Regions from separate parts of the Macaca mulatta genome. Here region 2 is linked to region 1. Evidence: chromatin contacts called from public Hi-C data. All regions are on one chromosome and are shown on one strand. The core of a region is the stretch at or near the end of the contact, and the rest is flanking DNA. Distances in the headings are between cores, read along the strand shown. Region 1 holds the start of YJU2 (YJU2 splicing factor homolog). Region 2 holds the start of UBXN6 (UBX domain protein 6).

The links. A called contact is a pair of places that touch in the nucleus more often than the background predicts.
Region 2: a Hi-C map of fetal cortex germinal zone shows a contact between it and region 1, with 1.9 times the contacts expected there. The contact joins the promoter of UBXN6 here to the promoter of YJU2 in region 1. A contact is called at or near these places in 2 of 14 Hi-C or Micro-C datasets (CD4 T cells and fetal cortex germinal zone).

The regions. Positions count from the first base shown.
Region 1 is chr19:5,073,549-5,080,874 of T2T-MMU8v2.0, forward strand. YJU2 (YJU2 splicing factor homolog) reads left to right here and starts at 5,248. Exons shown (of 8, transcript XM_077979558.1): 1 at 5,248-5,330; 2 at 7,240-7,326. The coding sequence starts at 5,307.
Region 2 is chr19:5,290,457-5,297,586 of T2T-MMU8v2.0, forward strand. It overlaps UBXN6 (UBX domain protein 6), which reads right to left and starts at 1,358. Exons shown (of 11, transcript NM_001258169.1): 1 at 1,223-1,358. The coding sequence starts at 1,305.

The DNA.
Region 1 (7,326 bases), core at 3,998-6,497:
CGAGGCTGCAGTCACTGTGATCACAGCACCACACTCCACCCTGGGTGACAGAGCAAGACCCTGTCTTAGAAAAAAATATAAATACATAAAACAAATGCGTGTTGTTCTCAGACACTGAGTTGGTAGCCATTTGTTACAACAGCCATAAGCCCCTCAAGCATCACCTACAATTGCCCCCTTTCCATCACTATTCATGGTCAAAAGACAAAGCTGCAACCTTGGCCAGGCACAGTGGCTCACGCCTGTAACCCCAGCACTTTGAGAAGCTGAGGCAGGTGAATCACTTGAGGTCAGGAGTTCGAGACCAGCCTGGCCAACATGGTGAAACCCCATCTCTACTAAAAATACAAAAATGAGCCTGGTGTGGTGGCACAGGCCTGTGGCCCCAGCGACTTGGGAGGCTGAGGCAGGAGAACTGCTTGAACTCAGGAGGTGGAGGTTGTGGTGAGGTGAGATCACATCACTGCACTCCAGCCTGGGCAACAGAGTAAGACTGCATCTCAAAACAAAACAAATGCTGCAACCTATATAGTTCAGAGATCTTAATTGGGTTTTCTTTGCAATTCTGGAATCGGGCAACACCTCATTTCATCAGATCGAATTAGCTACTAAAACGCCAGCCGTTTGGTCTAGGTCTTGCTGCCGTCTGCACAGAAAGCCAATCACTGAGACAACAAGGATTGCCAGGGAGGAATGCTTTATCCTGGGGCTGCAATCAAGGAGAAGGGGTGGTAAAGTCCCATATGTCTCCCTGACCAACTAAAATTGGGGAGTTTACATAGCTGGGGAATGGGAGAAAACAAATTCAGGGAGGATGTTAAGGAAATAATCTCGATGGATGATGGGGTCTGGACTCTCATTGTCTGGATATGATGATCTGATGAGTTTCAGTTCCTTGCCTGATGGTCAGTTTCCTGAGGAAGGAACCAAGATGAGACAAATGTTAAGTTTCAAGTTTTAAGACTAGGGAGGATCCATTTCTTTGTTTATTCAAATAATCATAAGTGTTCGTTCTATGGAACAATTGGACCAGTTTCAGAATGTTTCCATGAGCTGAGCAGAGAATATTAGGGGTTCTTTTTCTTTCTTTTTAAAGTCTGTTGGCCGGGCGCGGTGGCTCAAGCCTGTAATCCCAGCACTTTGGGAGGCCGAGACGGGCGGATCACGAGGTCAGGAGATCAAGACCATCCTGGCTAACACGGTGAAACCCTGTCTCTACTAAAAAAATACAAAAAATTAGCCAGGCGTGGTGGCGGGCGCCTGTGGTCCCAGCTACTCGGGAGGCTGAGGCAGGGGAATGGCGTGAACCTGGGAGGCGGAGCTTGCAGTGAGCCAGGATCATGCCACTGCACTCCAGCCTGGGTGACAGAGTGAGACTCCTTCTAAAATAAAATAAAATAAAATAAAGTCTGTTAAACCTTCCACTTTTGCAAAGCAGGTTTTATTTATTTATTTAATTATTTAGAGACAGAGTTTCGCTCTTGTTGCCCAGGCTGGCGTGCAATGGTGCAATTTCGACTCACTGCAACCCCTGCCTCCCGGGTTCAAGTGATTCTCCTGCCTCAGCTTCCCAAGTAGCTGGGATTACAGGCATGCACCACCACACCTGGCTAATTTTGTATTTTTAGTAGAGACGAGGTTTATCCATGTTGGTCGGGTTGGTCTTGAACTCCCGACCTTCACCACCGTGCCTGGCTAATTTTTTTTTTTTTTTTTTTTGAGGTGGAATCTCGCTCTGTCCCCCAGGCTGGAGTGCAGTGGCGCGATCTCGGCTCACTGCAAGCTCCGCCTCCCGGGTTCAATTCACGCCATTCTTCTGCCTTAGCCTCCGAGTAGCTGGGACTACAGGTGCCCGCCACCACGCCCGGCTAATTTTTTGTATTTTTAGTAGAGATGGGGTTTCACCATGTTAGCCAGGATGGTCTCAATCTCCTGAGCTCAGGCAATCCGCCCTCCTTGGCCTCCCAAAGTGCTGGGATTACAGGTGTGAGCTACCGCGCCTGGCCCTTTCTTCTTTTTTTGAAACAGAGTCTCACTCTTGTTGCCCACAGTGGAGTGCAGTGGTGTGATGTTGGCTCACTGCAACCTCCGCCTCCCGGGTTCAAGCGATTCTCCTGCCTCAGCCTCCGGAGTAGCTGGGATTATAGGCGCCTGCCCCACGCCTGGCTAATTTTTGTACTTTTAGTAGAGTTGGGTTTTTGCCATGTTGGCCAGGCTAGTCTCAAATTCCTGACCTCAGGTGATCCGACCATCTTGGCCTCCCAAAGTGCTGGGATTACAGGCGTGAGCCACCGCGCCCGGCGACTATAACGATCGTAAAAGCATATATTGCTGCACGATATCAGGACCTCTGGACCTTCCATTGTTGTAGGAATGCATCCTCCCAGGCATTTGTAAGATGTTTTCTCAATTGTAAACATCTTATGACCCTGGGTCGTGACTGGCAGCAAATGTGCCTTGTTACTTTTAAGATGGAATTGATTTGTGGCCGGGTGTGGTGGCTCATGCCTGTAATCCCAGCCCTTTGGGAGGCAGAGGTGGGCAGATCACCTGAGGTCAGGAGTCCGAGACCTGCCTGGCCAAAATGGCGAAACCTCATCTCTACTAAAAATACAAAAACTAGCCAGATGTGGTGGTGAGTGCCTGTAATCCCAGCTACTTGGGAGGCTGAGGCAGGAGAATCACTTGAACCTGGGAGGCGAAGATTGCCGTGAGCAGAGATCACGCCACTCCACTACAGCCTGGGTGACAGAAGCAGACTCTGTCTCAAAAAAAAAAAAAAAGAAAAGAAAAAAATGGAGTTGATTTTAAAATGGTGTCACCCGGCTCTCCTATGCTCCTGTTTCCCTAACATTCTGATCATTCCTCATGCCCTGAAATGACCCTTTTTAATCTATTGTCTGTCTGTCCCATCAGACAGTGATCCCTGTGAGGGCAGGAATCTTGTGTCTTTTCTTTTTTAAAGTAGAGACGGGGTCTTGCTATGTTACCCAGGCTGGTCTTGACCTCCGGGGCTCAATCACTCCTCCCACTTCAGCTTCCCAAAGTGCTGGGATTCCAGAGGTGAGCCACCTTGCCTGGCTGGAGTCTTAGGTCTTGTTGTCTCATGGGTCCGCATTTAGTGAGCAAGTCATCTTGTTAGAGGCATTCGAAGCAGTGACTCCATTTTGAGTAGGGGCTGGGTAAAATAAGGCTGAGACCTACTGGGCTGCATTCCCAGACGATTAAGGCATATTGAGTCACAGGATAAAACAGAAGTTTGGCACAAGATACAGGTCATAAAGACCCTGCTGCCGGGCGCGGTGGCTCAAGCCTGTAATGCCAGCACTTTGGGAGGCTGAGACGCACGGATCACGAGGTCAGGAGATGCAGACCATCCTGGCTAACCCAGTTAAACCCCCTCTCTACTAAAAAATACAAAAAAAAAAAACTAGCCGGGTGAAGTGGTGGGTGCCTGTAGTCCCAGCTGCTCGGGAGGCTGAGGCAGGAGAATGGCATGAACCTGGGAGGCGGAGCTTGCAGTGAGCTGAGATCCAGCCACTGCACTCCAGCATGGGTGACAGAGCCAGACTCCGACTCAAAAAAAAAAAAAAAAAAAAAAGACCTTGCTGATGAAACAGATTGCAGTGAAGAAGCCGGCTGAGACCAAGATGGCAACAAGAATTACCTGTGGTTGTCCTCACTGCTACACTCCCACCAGCGCCATGACGGTTTACAAATACTATGGCAGGCTGGGCGTGGTGGCTCACACCTGTAATCCCAGCACTTTGGGAGGCTGAGGTGGGTGGAACACTTGAGATCAGGAGTTCAAGACCAGCCTGGCCAACATGGGGAAACCCTGTCTCTACTAAAAACACAAAAATTAGCCAGGCATGGTGGAACACGCCTGCAATCACAGCTACTTGGGAGGCTGAGGCATTAGAATCACTTGAATACTGGAGGCGGAGGTTGCAGTGAGCCAAGATCGCACCACTGCCCGCTAGCCTGGGCAACAGAGCAAGACTCTTTCTCAAAAGATAAATAAATAAATAAACGATTGCCACAGCAACGTCAAGAAGTTACCCTATATGGTCTAAAAAAGGGAGGTATGAATCATCCACCCCTTGTTTTAGCATATCATCAAGAAATCACCATAAACATGGGCAACCAGCAGCCGTCGGGGATGCTCTGTCCATGGAGTAGCCATTCTTTTATTCATCTACGTTCTAAATAAACTTGCTTTTGCTTTGCACTGTGGACTCGCCCGGAATTCTTTCTTGCACGAGATCCAAGATCCCTCTCTTGGGGTCTGGATCCGGACCCCTTTCCTGGAACAATCTGACATAGAGGAAACGTCCATGAAAGGTGGGGAGGAGGCTGGAGAAGGAATGGGATGGGAAGTCCTCTTTATTTTTATTTATTTATTTATTTATTTTTTTTTTTGAGACGGGGTCTCGCTGTGTCACCCAGGCTGGAGTGCAGTGGCGCGATCTCGGCTCACTGCAAGCTCCGCCTCCCGGGTTCACGCCATTCTCCTGCCTCAGCCTCCGAGTAGCTGGGACTACAGGCGCCCGCCACCACGCCTGGCTAGTTTTTTGTATTTTTAGTAGAGACGGGGTTTCACCATGTTAGCCAGGTTGGTCTCGATCTCCTGACTTCGTGATCCACCCGCCTCGGCCTCCCAAAGTACTGGGATTACAGGCTTGAGCCACCGCGCCCGGCCGGGAAGTCCTCTTTAAAGGGAAGGCACAGGTGGGCAATGGAGGGACATTTGGGAGACACTGCGTATGTTTAGGAAGTGGGTTTGGAGCCTGATCTTTAAGTCAATGTCTGTGACTCAAGAGGTGTCCAGGGTCCTCTTAAGTCATCCTATATGTGGCCCCAACCCCATGTGAAAGCTGCGGGCACAGGAACGATGTGTGGATTCCCAGAGCCCAGAATACAAGGCAGGCGCATAATACATATTTGCTGATTAAAAGAATGAAGAACAAGGGCTGTCGCGACCCGCAGCCAGGTCACGTTACAAAATTTTAATGAGCCGCTGCCCGCTTCTAGGGGGCGCAGCGCACTCTACAAAACTCTCCAATTCCGTATGGATCCCGGAACCCTTATTTCGCGCTACTCAGGTTGCAACTCCGGAGGGAAGACGCCGGGACTTCCAGCTTGATAGACGGGGATTGGAACCAATGAAAGAAGTCGGCTATGTATGCTGCAGCCAATAACAGGATGAAGGAAGTGACGTTTACGGAAGTGAGGCTTCCGTCCGACAAGCTTGGCACTTAGGCTTAGCATTTCTCAGGTGCTTGCGAGGTGATTAGGAGGCGAAGATGTCGGAGCGAAAAGTATTAAACGTAAGTGTTGGGCGACTGGGGCTTTCCAGTCGGAGCGGGACATCCCGGAACTCCGGGAGAGGGAGGAGCTTCCTGGGATCTCTTCTTTGGAACCCTTCTTTCCCAACGGCCCTCCATGGGATGGGGCTTCCCAGACTCTTCCCCAGACTCCTCCCCATCGCCTTCCGTGGGGGGTGGGCCTTCGCTAAGTCTTCCCTTCCGGGCAGGGGTGTAGCCATCACCTGTGGGGCGTGGCTTGGGCTTTTACCCAATCACTTCACCAGATAGGGTTTTTCGGAGGGAATGATCCAATCATGTTATCTGGGGGCGGGGCTTCCTTAAAATACTGGCGGTCTTGTGCCATCCTTTTGAGGGGCGTGGCCGTATGAAGCCCTGCCCCTCTTGGGGCCTGTAGCCAATCGTGTTCTTTGGAGAGGGGTGTGTGTGTTTGTTTTTGTTGGGGTCTGGTCATGCAGATACTCTCTGCCTGACAGTGGCCAAGATTCCAGACTTCCAGAAGAAAAGCAGAGGTTCAGTATAAACCATAGTGTTGGCACAGTTCTGTTTTTTTGTTTTTTGAGACTGAGTTTTGCTCTTGCTGCCCGGGCTGGAGTGCAGTGGCACGTTCTTGGCTCATTGCAGCTTCTGCCTCCTGGGTTCAAGCGATTCTCCTGCTTCAGCCTTCTGAGTAGCTGGGATTACAGGTGCCCGCCACCACACCCGGCTAATTTTTGTTTTGTATTTTAGTAGAGATGAGGTTTCACCATGTTGCCCAGGGTGGTTTCGAACTCCTGAGCTCAGGCAATTCGCCCACCTCAGCCTCCCAAAGTGCTGGGATTACAGGCGTGAGCCACCGTGCCCGGCCGCACGCAGGTCTTTCTAGGAGAGCGGTCCCAGGCTTGCTGTAGGAACTCCTGGGAAACAGGAGCCGCGGAATACAAAGGCAGTGTGAGTATGGATTATGACAGATAACTCTACTGCACCACTGGAAAATAAAGCACTTTGTGTTTGAAGCACCTGCTGGGTACCAGACACTGCAAAGAGCAGTTTATCCCCCTTGCCTCAAGGAACCTGTGTAAAGACTCTTGGAGACAGAAGACAATGTGCCCGTTTCACAGAGGAGTAAACTGAGCCCCGCAGGTTTCAGCTACTTAGGATTCAGATCCAGGGACATGACTGTGTAGGAAACGATGTAGTATAGTAATTGGGAGGCTGAGCTAACAGTGTCCTGGTTTAACCTCTACAGAGTTGCTGGGGAATTGGGACACCTTGGGGAACTCAGTCTCCTGCCGGAACAACAGAAGCACTAAGCAAAGCTTAACCTCTACAAAGGGCAGGGTATGGGGCCTCACACATGTAATACCAGCACTTTGGGAGGCCAAGGAAGGTGGATCACCTGAGGTCAGGAGTTCAAGACCAGACTGGCCAACATGGTGAAACACCATCTCTACTAAAAATACAAAAATTAGCTGGGTGTGGTGGTGGGTGGCTGTAATCCCAGCTACTGGGGAGGCTGAGGCTGAGGCAGGAGAATCGCTTGAACCCGGGAGGCGGAGTTTTGCAGTGAGCTGAGATCACGGCACTACACTCCAGCCTGGGCAACAAGAGCAAAACTCCGTCTCAAAGCAAAAACAAACAAAAAAACTGGCTTTTTAGAGCTTCCCGTGTAGATAACATTTCATGTGTATTGTCGTGACTGGTATTTAGGAGAATCAAATGCATCCTGTATGTCTCCACTGAGAGAGAGTCAGGAAGCTTGTGCCTGGCCTCCCTCCGACTGTACTGAGTCCTGCCAGTCCTCTCTGCCTATCGCAGAACCTAGGGTGGGCTTGGGGACCCCCGACACAGCTCCCCAGAGCCCCTTCCCTCTGCCATGTCCTGCCCCTGCTTCTGAAAATAACTCCTCCAATGTTTCCTTCCTCCCCCGCAGAAATACTACCCGCCGGACTTTGACCCGTCAAAGATCCCCAAACTCAAGCTCCCCAAAGACCGGCAGTACGTGGTGCGGCTGATGGCC
Region 2 (7,130 bases), core at 108-2,607, 210 kb after region 1:
TGACCCCCACTTCCTGCCACCTCCCTGCCTCTCCTCCTACCCCCTCCCAGCCCCCACCCCTTCACAATCCCTTCCATTATTGCTTACAGACCCCTACCCTGGCTGCCTGGCTGACCTCCTTCCTCAGTCACTCTCCAACAGTCCCCACCACCCCCTGGCCAGCCAGCTCCCTGCAGCAGCCCCAGCTCTTCCAGCTTCCCTTTTCTCAGCCCAGCAGCCCTCAGCCTCGCACCCTCTCCAGCGCCACTTCTTTCCCGGCCCTCCACCTGCCCTCCCAGCTGGCTCAGCCCTGCTCAGGCCCTTCTCTCCAAGTCCTCCCTAGACGATCCCGAAGCCTGCCCGGCACTTATCTCCTTTCCCCTCCCCTCTCACCTCCATAATCCACTTGGCACAGTGACCTGGCAGAGAAGCCTCGTAGAGAAGGCCTTTCTCCCAACCTGCTCAGAGGCGTCAATCTCGCCGGTCTTCTCCTCTCAGGCCCCTCCCGTGTCACAGTCCATCTGTCAGAGTCCCTCACCTCCAGTCTCCTCACACACCTTCCTCAGCCCCTCCCAGGTGACTGAAGACGCTACCCACCCCGGCCTCCTTGGCCTTCCAGACTCTTCCTGGTCTCCCATCAGCCTCCCACGTGCTCCAGATCCCAAGTCCAGAACCCCTCTTCCCATGGATGCCTCAGAACAACTCTCCACCACCCCACCCCACAGTTGTGCGTCTTCCTCCAAGCTCAGCTCTCATCCATGGTCACCTAGATTCCCCCAAATCATCCCGGCCACTTAAGGACCAGCCGGGTCCCCAGACCTCTCCCTTATCACCCGTCTCAGAACTGATCATCCCTTTTTTCCCCCAGGGTCGCTCCACTGACCCCCAACTTCCTGCAGCCCCGCCGCCCTAATCCCCCGCCACTGCCTCGGACCCTCCTGCGGCCCCGCCCCCGAGACTTCCCCGCCCACCCGGCCCCCTTGCCCCGCCCCCTGCGCATGTTCCCCTCCCCCCGCCTCCCTTGCCCCGCCCCCGGCTCACACCCGCCCCCTCCTGCCCTGACCCCAGATCTCTCTCCCCTCCCCCTGACGCCCATCCTCGGCCCCGCTTGCCCCGCCCCCGGAGCCTCTCCCCCTCCCCTGACTCTCGGCTGCCGCTCCCCAGCCCCTCGCCCTCTCCGATCTCCCGAGCCGCCCGAGGCCCCAGACCCCTCTCCCCGGCCGCCCCTGCGTTCCTCACGCACCCTACGGACTCTGTGAGCTTCTGACCGGGTCCCGCGCTCTTGAACTTGATGTCGGCCTTGAACTCCTGAAAGAATTTCTTCATGGTGGCGGCTGGCCCGGCGGCGAGGGGCCGCGGGGGCGGGGGGCACAGGGCCCAGTCGGGGAGGGGCCGCCCGGGACCAGCCACCGGAAAAAAAATACCGCGCCGCCGGAAGTCCCGCCTTCCCGAGGCCGACCACGTGACAATAGGCTAGAAGTGCCTCTCTAGCGCTCGGTGCCTCGCTGGCCCAGGGCGGCCGCTCTGTACGCTGGAGCCGCATCTCTGTGGTTCTTCCGGACTCCGTTGCCAGGGCGACGAGTGCGCCTCTCGATTAGAGTCAGTGCCTTGCCTGGCAGCTTCCGTGGCGCTCCCCAAACGGTGACAGACGGTGACAGGACGACTGAACCTCGCAGAGAAAGCACTGGGCCCTGTCCCTTTCGCTGCTCAACCTAAGCTGGGCACGGTGGCTCACGCCTGCAATCACAGCACTTTCGGAGGCTCAAGCGGGAGGATTGCTTGATTCCAGAAGTTGGAGACCAGTCTGGGCAACATGGCAAAACCTCGTCTCTATTTAAAAAAAAAAAAAAAAGTAAAATAAAATAATAGCCGAGGGTGGTGGCGCGCACCTCTCAGCTACTTGGCAGGCGGAGGCGGGAGGACCACTTGAACCCAGGAGGTCGAGACTGCAGTGAGCTGTGATCAAGCCACCGCATTCCACCGCATTCCAGCCTGGGCAACAGAGAGAGACCCTGTCTCAAGCAAAACAAACAAAAATCCAACCTTCCCTGTCTCCCCAGAGCTTACGTGATAAAGTCCCAATTTAATGTGGGGTATTGGAGGCCCCCACCTTCTGGCCCTGTTTTGGTCCCTGAAGCCCCCCGCCCCACCCCACCAACACCACCACCACCACCACCACCACTTACCCTAGGTAGAAGCTGTTTAAGAGGATGCATCCAATTGGGACCTGGGGATCCACTTTGGTGAACAAGACAGAGAAACCAGTTAATAGTGGCGTACTTTGGGCTGTGCGATTCGCAAAGAAGATACACAAACTGACAGTTAAAACAAGCCTCCAAAAAAGGGAGTTGGGGGTCAGACGTGGTGGCTCATGCCTATAATGCCAGCACTTTGGGAGGCCGAGGCCGGCGGATCATTTGAGGTCAGGAGTTTGAGACCAGCCTGGCCAACATTGTGAAACCCTGTCTCTACCGGCGCCGGTAATCCCAGCTACTTGGGAGGCTGAGGCAGGAGAATCGCTTGAGCCCGGGAGGTGGTGGTTGCAGTGAGCGGAGATCTCACCACTGCACTTCAGCCTGGGCAACAGAGGGAGACTGTGCCTCAAAAAAACAAAAACAAAAACAAAACAAAACAAAACAAAAAAGGAGTTGGAATGAGATACACAAAGACTGAGGGAGGAGAGGCCTCCAGGTAAGGAAACAGCCCACTCTAAGACTGAAATTGAAATAACATGGGTTGGACAAGTGACTCAGGCCTGCAGTCCCAACATTTCGGGAGGCCAAGGTAGGAGGATTGCTTTAGCCCAGGAGTTTGAGGCTGCAGTGAGCTATGATCACACCACTACACTCCAGCCTGGGCAAAGAGCCAGACCCTGTCTTATTAAAAGAGGAAAAAAAATTGGGCTGGGCACAGTGGCTCACACCTATAATCCCAGCACTTTGGGAGGCCAAGGCGGGTGGATTACTTGAGGTCAGAAGTTCAAGACCGACCCAGCCAACATAACAAAACCCCATCTCTACTAAAAATCCAAAAAGTAGCCAGATGTGGTGGTGTGCGCCAGTAATCCCAGCTACTTGAGAGGCTGAGGTAGGAGAATCGCTTGAACTCAGGAGGTGGAGGTTGCAGTGAGTTGAGATTGCGCCATTGCACTCCAAAAAAAAAAAAAAAAAAAAGAACATACTGCTGAGTTGGTTGTACTACTCTTTTCTTTGTTGTTGCTTTTTTTTTTTTTTTGAGACAGTCTTTTTTTTTTTTTTGAGACGGAGTCTCGCTCTGTGCAGTGGCCGGATCTCAGCTCACTGCAAGCTCCGCCTCCCGGGTTCACGCCATTCTCCTGCCTCAGCCTCCCGAGTAGCTGGGACTATAGGCGCCCGCCACCTCGCCCGGCTAGTTTTTTTTGTATTTTTCAGTAGAGACGGGGTTTCACCGTGTTAGCCAGGATGGTCTCGATCTCCTGACCTCGTGATCCGCCCGTCTCGGCCTCCCAAAGTGCTGGGATTACAAGCTTGAGCCACTGCGCCCGGCCTTGAGACAGAGTCTTACTCTGTCACCCAGGGTGGAGTGCAGTGGTGTGATGTAGGCTCACTGCAACCTCCGCCTCCCAGGTTCAAGCGAGTTTCGTGCCTCAGCCTCCTGAGTACCTGGGATTACAGGTATGCTCCACCATGCCCAGCTGATTTTTGTATTTTTAGTAGAGACGGGTTTTCACCATCTTGGCGAGGCTGCTCTCAAATTCCTGACCTCAAGTGACCCACCTGCCTCAGCCTCCCAAAGTGCTGGGATTACAGGCATGAGCCACTGTGCCCAGACTCTTTTCATCATTTCTTAATATTTTATATGGAAAACGACAGGCTGGAATCAGTGACTCATGCCTATAATCCCAGCACTTTGGGAGGCTGAGGCAGGCAGATTGCTTAAGCTCATGAGTTGTTGTTGTTGTTGTTGTTGTTTTTGAGACGGAATCTTGCTCTGTTTCCCAGGCTAGAGTTCAGTGGTGCCTGCGATCTTGGCTCACCACAACCTCCACCTCCCAGTTTCAAGCAATTCTCCTGCCTCAGCCCCCCAGGTAGGTGGGATTACAGGTGTTCACCACCACACCCAGCTAATTTTTGTATTTTTAGTAGAGGTAGGATTTCACCATGTTGGCCAGGCTGGTCTCCAACTCCTGACCTCAAGTGATCTGCCTGCCTTGGCCTCCCAAAGTGCTGGGATTACAGGTGTGATTGACCATGCCTGGCCAAACTCATGAGTTTGAGGCCATAATCGGCAACACGGTGAGACCTCTTCTCTACAAAAAATACAAAATATTACGCCGGTGTGGTGGTGCACACCTGCAGCCCCAGCTACTAGGGAGTGGGCGGTGGGAGGATCACTTGAGCCTAGGAGGTTAATGTTGCAGGGAGCTGTGATCCTGCCACTGCACTACAGCCTGGGTGACAGAGTGAGATCTTATCTTAACAAATAAAAAATAAAAAAGGAAGAAAAAAGATGAAAAAGAAAGGCAAAGTCTATTTCTTCTCTCTTTGATTGTCAGCTAGACTTTGTGACTCATTTTTAACAATAGAATAAGGCAGAAGCAACAATGTGGGACTTCTGAAACTAGGACATAAAATTCACTGATGCTTCCTCTTTGCTCTTTCTCTGGGCTCACTCACCTGGGGAAAGCCATCCGCCATGATGGGAGGAAGCTCAAGCAGCTCCACGGAGAGGCCCACGTGGTGAGGAACTGAGGCCTCCCGCCAACAGCCACATACAGCAGCCACCTCGGAAGGGGCTGGGTGACAGAGCAAGATCATGTCTTAAAAAAAAAAAAAAAAAAAAAAAAAGGGTGGACACAGTGGCTCACACCTGTAATCCCAGGACTTTGGGAGGCCAAGGCAGGCAGATCATGAGGTCAAGAGATCGAGACCATCCTGGCCAATATGGTGAAACCCTGTCTCAACTAAAAATACAAAAACTAGCTGTGCATGGTGGCACGTGCCTGTAGTCCCAGCTCCTCAGGAGGCTGAGGCAGGAGAATTGCTTGAATCAGGGAAGTGGAGGTTGCAGTGAGCCAAGATTGCATCACTGCACTCCAGCCTGGGCGACAGAGTAAGACTCCGTCTCAGAAAAGAAAAGAAAAGAAAAGAAAATTACAGCTCATTGTTGTGAATAAGGAATTGTATACCCTATAACTGAAATAAAGGTACAACACTGGGCCAAAGTCACACAGCTAGAAAGTGGCAGAGACCTGGCCAGGTGCGGTGGCTCACACCTGTAATCCCAGCACTTTGGGAGGCCGAGACGGGCGGATCACAAGATCAGGAGATTGAGACCATCCTGGCTAACACAGTGAAACCCCGTCTCTACTAAAAATACAAAAAAAATTAGCCGGGCGCAGTGGTGGGTGTCTATAGTGCCAGCTACTCGGGAGGCTGACGCAGGAGAATGGTGTGAACCTGGGAAGCAGAGCTTGCAGTGAGTGAGATCTTGCCACTGCACTCCAGCCTGGGCAACAGAGCGAGACTCTATCTCAAAAAAAAAACCAAAAGAAAAAAAAGAAAGTGGCAGAGACCCACCCCACTTCTCCAAGAATAAAATCCTATGGGGCCCCTCAGCCTGGTCTAAGGAGGTCCTAACATTAACAGGCCCTAATAAATTTCTTTTTCAGGTTCTAAGTATTCTGGGGGTTTCAGAAACCTCTTTTCTTGTTATTGCCCACGTTTCCACCTCTGCCTCAGTTACCTGGAATTATTTCCAGCTCACCTCTGCGCCTTTGCCTAGGCATTCTCCTTTACTAGAAGGGACTTCTCTTCATCTGTCTTACCTCAATCATCTTCCACCATGACACTCTCCTTGACTATCTTCCTCATGTCGGATGAAGTTATGAAATGGAATAATTCAACATTTCTGCCAGGAACTGTCGGTGGCTCACGCCAGTAATCCCAGCACTTTGGGAGGATATTTCTTTTCCTTTTTTCTTATTTTATTGTATTTTATTTATTTATTTATTTATTTATTTATTTATTTATTTAGACAGGGTCTCACTCTCCTCCCCAGGCTGGAGTGCAGTGGCAAAATCATGGCTCACTGTAGCCTAGAACCCCTTCTGGGCTCAAGCAATCCTCCCCACTCAGCCTCCCAAGAAGCTGGGACTGCAGGCATGTGCCACCACACCCAGCTAATTTTTTTTGTTTTGTTTTGTTTTTTGAGACGGAATTTCGCTCTTATTGCCTGGGCTGGAGTGCAGTGGTGCAATCTCAGCTCACCACAACCTCCATCTCCCGGATTCTCCTGCCTTAGTCTCCCGAGTAGCTGGGATTACAGGCACCTGCCACCACGCCTAGCTACTTTTTTGTATTTTTAGTAGACACGGGGCTTCTCCATGTTGGTCAGGCTGGTCTTGAACTCCCAACCTCAGGTGATCCACCTGTTTCAGCCTCCCAAAGTGCTAGGATTACAGGTGTGAGCCACCGCACCCAACCTCTGGGTAATTTTTAAAAACTTATTCAACCATGCACAGTGGCTCACGCCTGTAATCCCAGGACATTGGGGGGCCAAGGGAGGAGGAATGCTTGGGCCCTGATGTTCAAGACCAGGATCGGTAACATAGTGAGACCTTGTTTCTTTTCTTTCTTTTTTTTTATTTGAGACAGAGTCTCACTCTGTCACCCAGGCTGGAGTGCAGTGGCATGATCTTGGCTCACTGCAAGCTCCGCCTCCCGGCTTCATGCCATTCTCCTGCCTCAGCCTCCCAAGTAGCTGGGACTACAGGCGCCCACCACCACACCCGGCTAATTTTTTGTATTTTTAGTAGAAACAGGGTTTCATGTGTTAGCCAGGGTGGTCTCGATCTCCTGACCTCGTGATCCACTCGCCTCGGCCTCCCAAAGTGCTGGGATTACAGGCGTGAGCCACCACGCCTGGTCAGTGAGACCTTGTTTCTTTTTTTTTTTTTTTTTTTGAGACGGAGTCTTGCTCTGTGCCCCAGGCTGGAGTGCAGTGGCGCGATCTCAGCTCACTGCAAGCTCCGCCCCGCCGGGTTCACGCCATTCTCCTGCCTCAGCCTCCCGAGTAGCTGGGACTACAGGCGCCCACCACCACGCCCAGCTAATTTTCATGTATTTTTAGTAGAGACGGGGTTTCACCGTGTTAGCCAGGATGGTCTCCAT